Regions from separate parts of the Oryza sativa genome. Here region 1 is linked to region 2. A link is a contact called in public ChIA-PET data. All regions are on one chromosome and are shown on one strand. The core of a region is the stretch at or near the end of the contact, and the rest is flanking DNA. Distances in the headings are between cores, read along the strand shown. Region 1 holds the start of LOC4324024. Region 2 holds the start of LOC4324049 (ATP-dependent Clp protease proteolytic subunit 3, chloroplastic).

The links. ChIA-PET counts read pairs in DNA pulled down with a chosen protein or histone mark.
Region 1: a contact with region 2 is called in an RNA polymerase II ChIA-PET map of leaf, with 7 times the contacts expected there. The contact joins the promoter of LOC4324024 here to the promoter of LOC4324049 in region 2. A contact is called at or near these places in 2 of 15 Hi-C or Micro-C datasets (leaf and seedling) and 1 of 4 datasets of contacts at active chromatin or transcription factors (leaf).

What each region holds. Positions count from the first base shown.
Region 1 is chr1:18,476,234-18,479,775 of ASM3414082v1, forward strand. It overlaps LOC4324024, which reads right to left and starts at 2,089. Exons shown (of 1, transcript XM_015779419.3): 1 at 1,486-2,089. The coding sequence starts at 2,051. The coding sequence ends at 1,707.
Region 2 is chr1:18,310,922-18,314,152 of ASM3414082v1, forward strand. It overlaps LOC4324049 (ATP-dependent Clp protease proteolytic subunit 3, chloroplastic), which reads left to right and starts at 1,503. Exons shown (of 6, transcript XM_015766896.3): 1 at 1,503-1,876; 2 at 3,182-3,231. The coding sequence starts at 1,598.

The DNA.
Region 1 (3,542 bases), core at 839-3,338, 170 kb after region 2:
CGGCTCTACTTTTGGATTCAGTACCGAAATATTACGTGCTGTTTGAAGAACACAACGTGTTTTAATGCAGCAGGAATAAAAAACACTTTGGCGCTTTCCAAAAGAAAAAAAAAAGACGAAATGTTAAAACACTAGTAAATTTCCCTTTGAACTGGCATGATTGAAATTTCAACATTACTTTGAGATCAAAAAAACATCTGGAGTACAATTACAGGCGATGCCATTTGCACAAGAGGCAGCAAAGTTCAATTTATTCAAACTTTGCAAAATTATAATAGCATGGTTTCAATTTACCCTTTATTCAATGAGACAACAAAAGGAACTGAAGGTCTCCATGTTGAACCTCTCGGGCGTCTTCTGTTTACCAATCACAAAGACTCAAAAAGCATTTACCTTGGAACAAAATGCATCAAGCTGAAAACCGTTGCCATGTTTCGGTCGAATAGGAGGGGGGGGGGGGGGATGGCATTTGCCCCCTGCTACAACACACAAAACCGGGTGAATCATTTCAGGTTTTTTTTTTTTTGGAAAGGGGGGGGGGTGATAGACTCAAATTTTCATTCCAAATTTTTGAACCATCTGTGAGGGCTCCCCTGCTTCCTAAGCCCTCTCATTTCCCTTGTCCCCACCTCCAATGGCAGCCAAACACCCCCATCCATCCCCATCGCTCCCGACGCTTCGGCACCACCCGCTTATGTCTACCACCCACCATCGGTCCTTCGCTGCCCACAACCTTCCCACTAAACCTAGGAAAACCCCATCTTCCTCCGCTCCCTTCTAACCCACCCCCAACCCTAAAGCCTATCTGGTTTGGGGTCGTAGCTGTCGCTGTCATTGGAGTTCTTCAGGGTCACGAAGACGTACAAAGGGAGAAGCTCATCACATCATGAATCGCAAAGCAAATCTTAAGGTAAGAAATTTGCAAGATTTTGCCCTCGATGTTCACTCGAATGTGTTTAGCAATTCTGTTTTATTTTCATGTGGCTCATGGCAATCGTCTTGAAGCCAAAATGTCTATTACTGCCTCCATTTCATATTAATATTAGTCGCTTTATAAATTTAGTCAAATTTTAAAAAAATGACTTATAATAAGAAACATGGAGTTTTTTTTTTGAATGAACAACATTTTGGAGTACGAAATGCACATACAAACATTTAGGTGGTGTTTGGATCCAGTGACTAAATTTTAGTCTATGTCATATCGGATGTTTGAATACTAATTAGAAGTATTAAACGTAGACTAATAATAAAACTAATTGCATAAATGAGAGTTAATTCGCGAGACAAATTTTTAAGACTAATTAATCTATAATTAACACATGTTTAATGTAGCATCACATATGCTAATCATGAATTAATTAGGCTCAATATATTCGTCTCGTGAATTAGTTTAGGATTATGAAATGGGTTTTGTTATTAGTCTATATTTAATACTTCTAATTAGTGTCTAAACATCCGATGTGATAGGACCTGAATTCAAACTCATTTGTGGCGAGAAAGTTCAATTATTCAACGAAACACCAAACTAAAAAGATCCACATTCACAACACAGTTTCACTCACACTCACACACATACACACCAAAACAGGAAACTGCCATGTCAATTAGCGCCGCCGCTGCAATTCTCCTATCGACGGTGGCAGCTGCATGCCGCCGTGCCGCCGTTCCGGTGATGCATGCCATCTGCCTCCACGAATCCATGTCACTCATAGCGATCCTAGCTCATCGACAGCATCATCAGCGCCGGCTTCGAGTTCGAGGTAGTACGCCTTGATCTCGTCGTGCTTGAACTTGTGCCTCCCTTTACCACCCGTCGTCGACGCTGCCGGCCCGCCGCTGCAGGCGCCCTTGCCGCTGGCGAGCTCCCTGAAGGCGCGGCCGCCGGTGAACTTGGAGTGGTTGGTTGGCTTCCGCGGCGCCCTGATGAACCCGCCGTTGGCCACCGTCGCCGGCGCCGCCACCGCGCCCACCACGCGGCGCTTCCCCTCGGGGTCGACCAGGGCGCGGTCGTACACGCACACCCACCCGCGCTGCCTCCCCTCGCGACGCATGGCTCTGCTCCTCGCTCAGTTTGCTGTAGGTTTGGTGTAGGTGCAGGCGCGGCCAGCGGCGCATTTATAGTCTGCGCCCGTGCCGGCCGGGAGGTTGAGGTTGCTTGGCAGCCACGGTCTCGTTCGTTGTGATCGTCTACTTGGCCGCCAAGGCTAATCAACGAGAATTATTTATAGTAGGTTTGACAGCTTTGACCTGAGCTAGCTGGAACGTACGGGAGGAAAATGAGCGACAACCACGTTGTTCCTCAACCGTCGAGAGCTTTGGGTTGAGGTCGCATCATTGGAGCTTGGGTTGAGTGGTTGACCGTTGTAAGACTGAGGACGGACCTGTTTAGCTCTTCAACAAAATTTTTCGCGCTACCACATCGAATATTTAATACATATATAGAATATTAAATGTAAATAAAAAATTAATTACACAGTTCACCAAGAAATCACGAGACGAATATTTTAAGCCTAATTACGCCATGATTTGATAATGGTGCTACAATAAATATTTGCTAATGACGAATTAATTAGGCTTAATAAATTCGTCTCGCAGTATTCTGATAAAATCTGTAATTTGTTTTGTTATTAAACTACGTTTAATATTTCAAATGTGTGTCCGTATATCCGACGTGACATGCAGAGGGCAAAATTTTTTTTTTGCCAAATAAACAAATGCCTGAATGTGTGCGCTGGGATGAATTAAGGTTTTGGGACCCGGCATGGGAAATGCTAGACTTGTCAAGCCTGATCCTGAAAATTAACCCGTTCTTAAAATGAATCTTCTAATTAAATTTCTAAGTAACATAGGGAAAAAATCTTCCTTTTATAACTTTCTCTCAAGTTTAAATTTGGACCGAATCAACCCCTAAACTTTTAAAATTATGACAATTTTTTGGCAAATTTTGCTATAAAACACCGTGACGTACTAGCTGTAGAACACCGCAGTAGTGAATCTTTTGTGGAATGCATCGGTAAAAAGTGAATATTTGCTACTATTTAAATGTTTTTGGCTGTTTAGGGGAGAGGAAACTTCCAAAATGACGGTGAGTACCCCTGGTTTGCAAATTGCCCTCGAGTTATCCTTCCAGTGCTTCTCTTTCAAATCCGGCCACTTTGCTCGCCGGGCGATGATAGCAGGAACGAGAACAACAAGCTCTCGTTGCACTCACCTCTCCACTCACCCACGACCCCACCACACTGGCCCTTGCGTTCACCTCGCTGCTACCGGGACCCACCTAGCTCCTCCTATCGATCTATTCTTCCTCACAGAAGAAGCAAACAAATTGCCGTCATCCATGAAGCTTCCAACACCTGTAGCTTACTACTCTCCCTCCTTTGCATTTTTTTCTAACAACCCAAGTCGAGCAAAAAAAAATTGGTGTAGAAAAACTGATACAACTAATGCATGTTATACCTTAGGCCATGTTTAGTTCACCCTCAACTACCCTAAACTTTCAACTTTCTATCACATCACATCTAAAACTTACATACACATATAAA
Region 2 (3,231 bases), core at 253-2,752:
AGAGGAGGGTGGCGCTCGGTGGCCGGTGACGCGACGGTGGCCGGCGCCCGGAGGCGGTAGCTGCAGCTGGGAAACACGGCGACGAGGGAGAAGGGGAGCACGGCGGCAGCCTCGATTCGTTCCGACTCCCTCCAATAGCCCCTTTTCCTTTGCCTCCAAATCCAACCCCCCGTCTCCCTCTTCTCCGGCGCGGCGGCGACGATGACGACACCAGAGGTGCCGACGCTCCCTCGTCTCACCAAAAGGTAACCCCCAGCCATCCCTCTCTTCCTCCCTCCTGCTTTCGTTTTGAATGAAAAAACACGATCGGTCTGCAAGCCATGGCGAACCTGGGCAGCGGCGCCGAAGCGCACGCGCGTCTTCTCGCTCACCGACTACGTCCTTGTTTAAGGTGGAAAATAACGTCTACGAGGTCGGTGCCGCGCCGCACACCGCGTGTCCGCCGTTGCGATACGCTGGAGCGACCTCCTCCGATTTTCCTGCAGATAAGAAGCAATAGATAGAGATAAACTTGATTTGTTAGTTCGTTTTGTTGCTGTGCCATAGTCCGGTGACAATAATTTAACTTGTTCCTATGTTGCCGGGTTTGGAACTGCCTTTTCCTCCGCACGCATGACCAGCAGAAGTCGTTCAGATAAATCAAAACCCCAGCTTATCTCTTTAATTTGATCGATAAGCAAGCTTATTTAGCTGATAAATCAAAACCGTGGATATGCATAATACGTCGTGATCGTGTCATTCACGGATATGGGCTAAGTCTAGGAGCATGCGCCTTCGCGCTTGCGGCCTCAGCAACGGCAGGCGAGAGCAGTGGCGGCAGAGCGTCGCCAGTCGCTAGTCACCACCGTCGTGTCGCCTGTCGCCGGCCACCGACGCCCTCGTCCTCTCCCACCTCTCCCCGCCGAAGGCAGTAGCCGCCGCCGAAGGCAGTAGCCGCCGCCGTCCTCCCTAGTTGACTAGTGCCTACCCAGACGAGAAGAGTGAGAGAGAGAGGAGAAAAGGAGAGGAGGGGAGAGGGTATGACGTGGCCAGCTGACATGTGGGGCCCATGTGGGTCCCATGCTGACTCAGCTATCACGTCGGACAAAACCGGGTTGAAAACCACCAAGGGACCTCGGGTGACCGGTTTTATATAGTTGAGGGATCCCGCATATCTAGTTTTACGGTTCGTATCCCGATGACAAGTTGAGGGACCTTAGGGGATAGAGTTGTCTCATTTCTCACTGCACTGTACTCCCTCCATACTCATAAAGGAAGTCGTTTAGGACAGCGACACGATCTCCAAAACACAACTTTGACTTCTTATTTCTATAAAAATATTTATTGAAAAGTGATATATGTATACTTTTATGAAAGTATTTTTCAATACAAATCTATACATATAATTTTTATATTTTTAAACTCAACAACAACTTGATAGTTATTAACGTTTGACTTAAACATTGTCACTTTTATGAGTATGGAGTAGTACAAGTCTTGCGAGCCGCTGGCATCTGGGCCCCATCTTCTCGTCCCCAATCTGTTCCTTCTCCAAACCCCTGCGCAGGATAACACACACTAGCAGGCAGCAGCAGCAGAAGCAGCCGCGAGCCAAGAAATGGAGGCAGCGGCAGCCATGGCGGCCCTCCCCGCTTCTCCCTGCTCATCCTCCTCGTCCCCGTCGTCCCTTTTCCTCGCTCCCAACCCGTGCTGCTGGAAGGCGGCGCCAAGAGCTACGGTCCGCGCATCGGCGTCGGCGGCACGGCGGACGCTCTCCTCCGCGTGGGAACTTCCCGGGCCGTCGGCGGCTCGGCCTGCGGCAAGGAAGCCGCGCCTCGAGGAGCTGGACACCACCAACATGCTCCTTCGCCAGCGCATCGTCTTCCTCGGCTCCCCGGTTAGCCTTTTCTTCTTCCCCCCCCCAAATCGCACTGTGTGTGTTGTTATTACCCATTAAGCAGTTCTTGTTCAATTATTAATATCGAAATGTTTGCGAATTTTATGGTGTGAAAAAAGTTAAGTGTAATTTCCTCGCCATTTTTTTTTAAAAAAAACGAAATGCACTAGTTTAGGAATAAGAAAGATTTGCAATTCAATTATGTCAACCAAAATGTAGCCCAATATGTTCTTTGGTATGCCCATTGTCACATATTTGTTTCCTTGAGGATTATGGCTTCTTATATGCGTGTGGTAAAAGTGTATTGACTTATATAAACTTATGTTGTCTCAAACTTATGTAGTTTGCAAAGAACTAGAAGCATTTTAGTAACACTTAATGGGCATCCAAGATTTTATATGGCATGCTATGATCACCCTCTAGTATACATTATGTGATATTCTGTTGTTGCTGTTGTCCAAATTGTTCTAGTTGTTCCCATCTTGATTTTTTTTTTCTTAATACTTTTTCTAGCTCAGAATGTGCATAAGATATGTAAATGGGATATATTTTGTTTCCTTTTTGCCAACCTTGTGAATCAAGAATCTTTCATGCTGAGAATTACATTTACATGAGTGCTGTTTGTTGAATGATTAGATGTCACCTTGGTAATGTTGCATCTTCTTGAACAAACTAAGGCTGTGTTTGGATACTGGGGTTGGAAACCCATCTCCCCGCACGGAAAACGGAGCGGTTCATTAGCGCGTGATTAATTAAGTATTAGCTATTTTTTTTTAAATGGATTAATTTGAATTTTTTTAAGCAACTTTCGTATAGAAATTTTTTTGCAAAAAACGCACCGTTTAGCATTTTGAAAAGCGTGTGCGCGGAAAACGAGGGAGAGTGGTTGGGAACTTGGAGCTCCGAACACAGCCTAAATGCTTGAGATGGTTAGGGTCAGAATCAAACTCTTTCCTGAGTCGTATGTCGTTTTACTTTCTTTTCCTTGTTGTATGGGCCATATTATTTTGGTAGGAATAATTAGCAGAAGTGACTTCAGGGAACACTTTTTTCTGTTTGAACTAACACATTCTTGTTATATCATGTTTTCTTGACATTACAATCTGACGGTTTATTAATGATTTGCCCACTGATCAAGCACTATGCTTCACCTTCATGGTACTGTTCTCTGAACAAATTTCATGTCACTGTATTGTGTACACAAATGAAAATATTTGTTCTGTGTAATAAATAGCACTTTTATTATGCCATAACTGACTGTGCAAAATAATGTATCTATTGTTTTCAATGCCTTGTGCTGACTAGGTGGATGATATGAGTGCTGATCTTATCATCAGCCAACTCTTGCTGCTGGA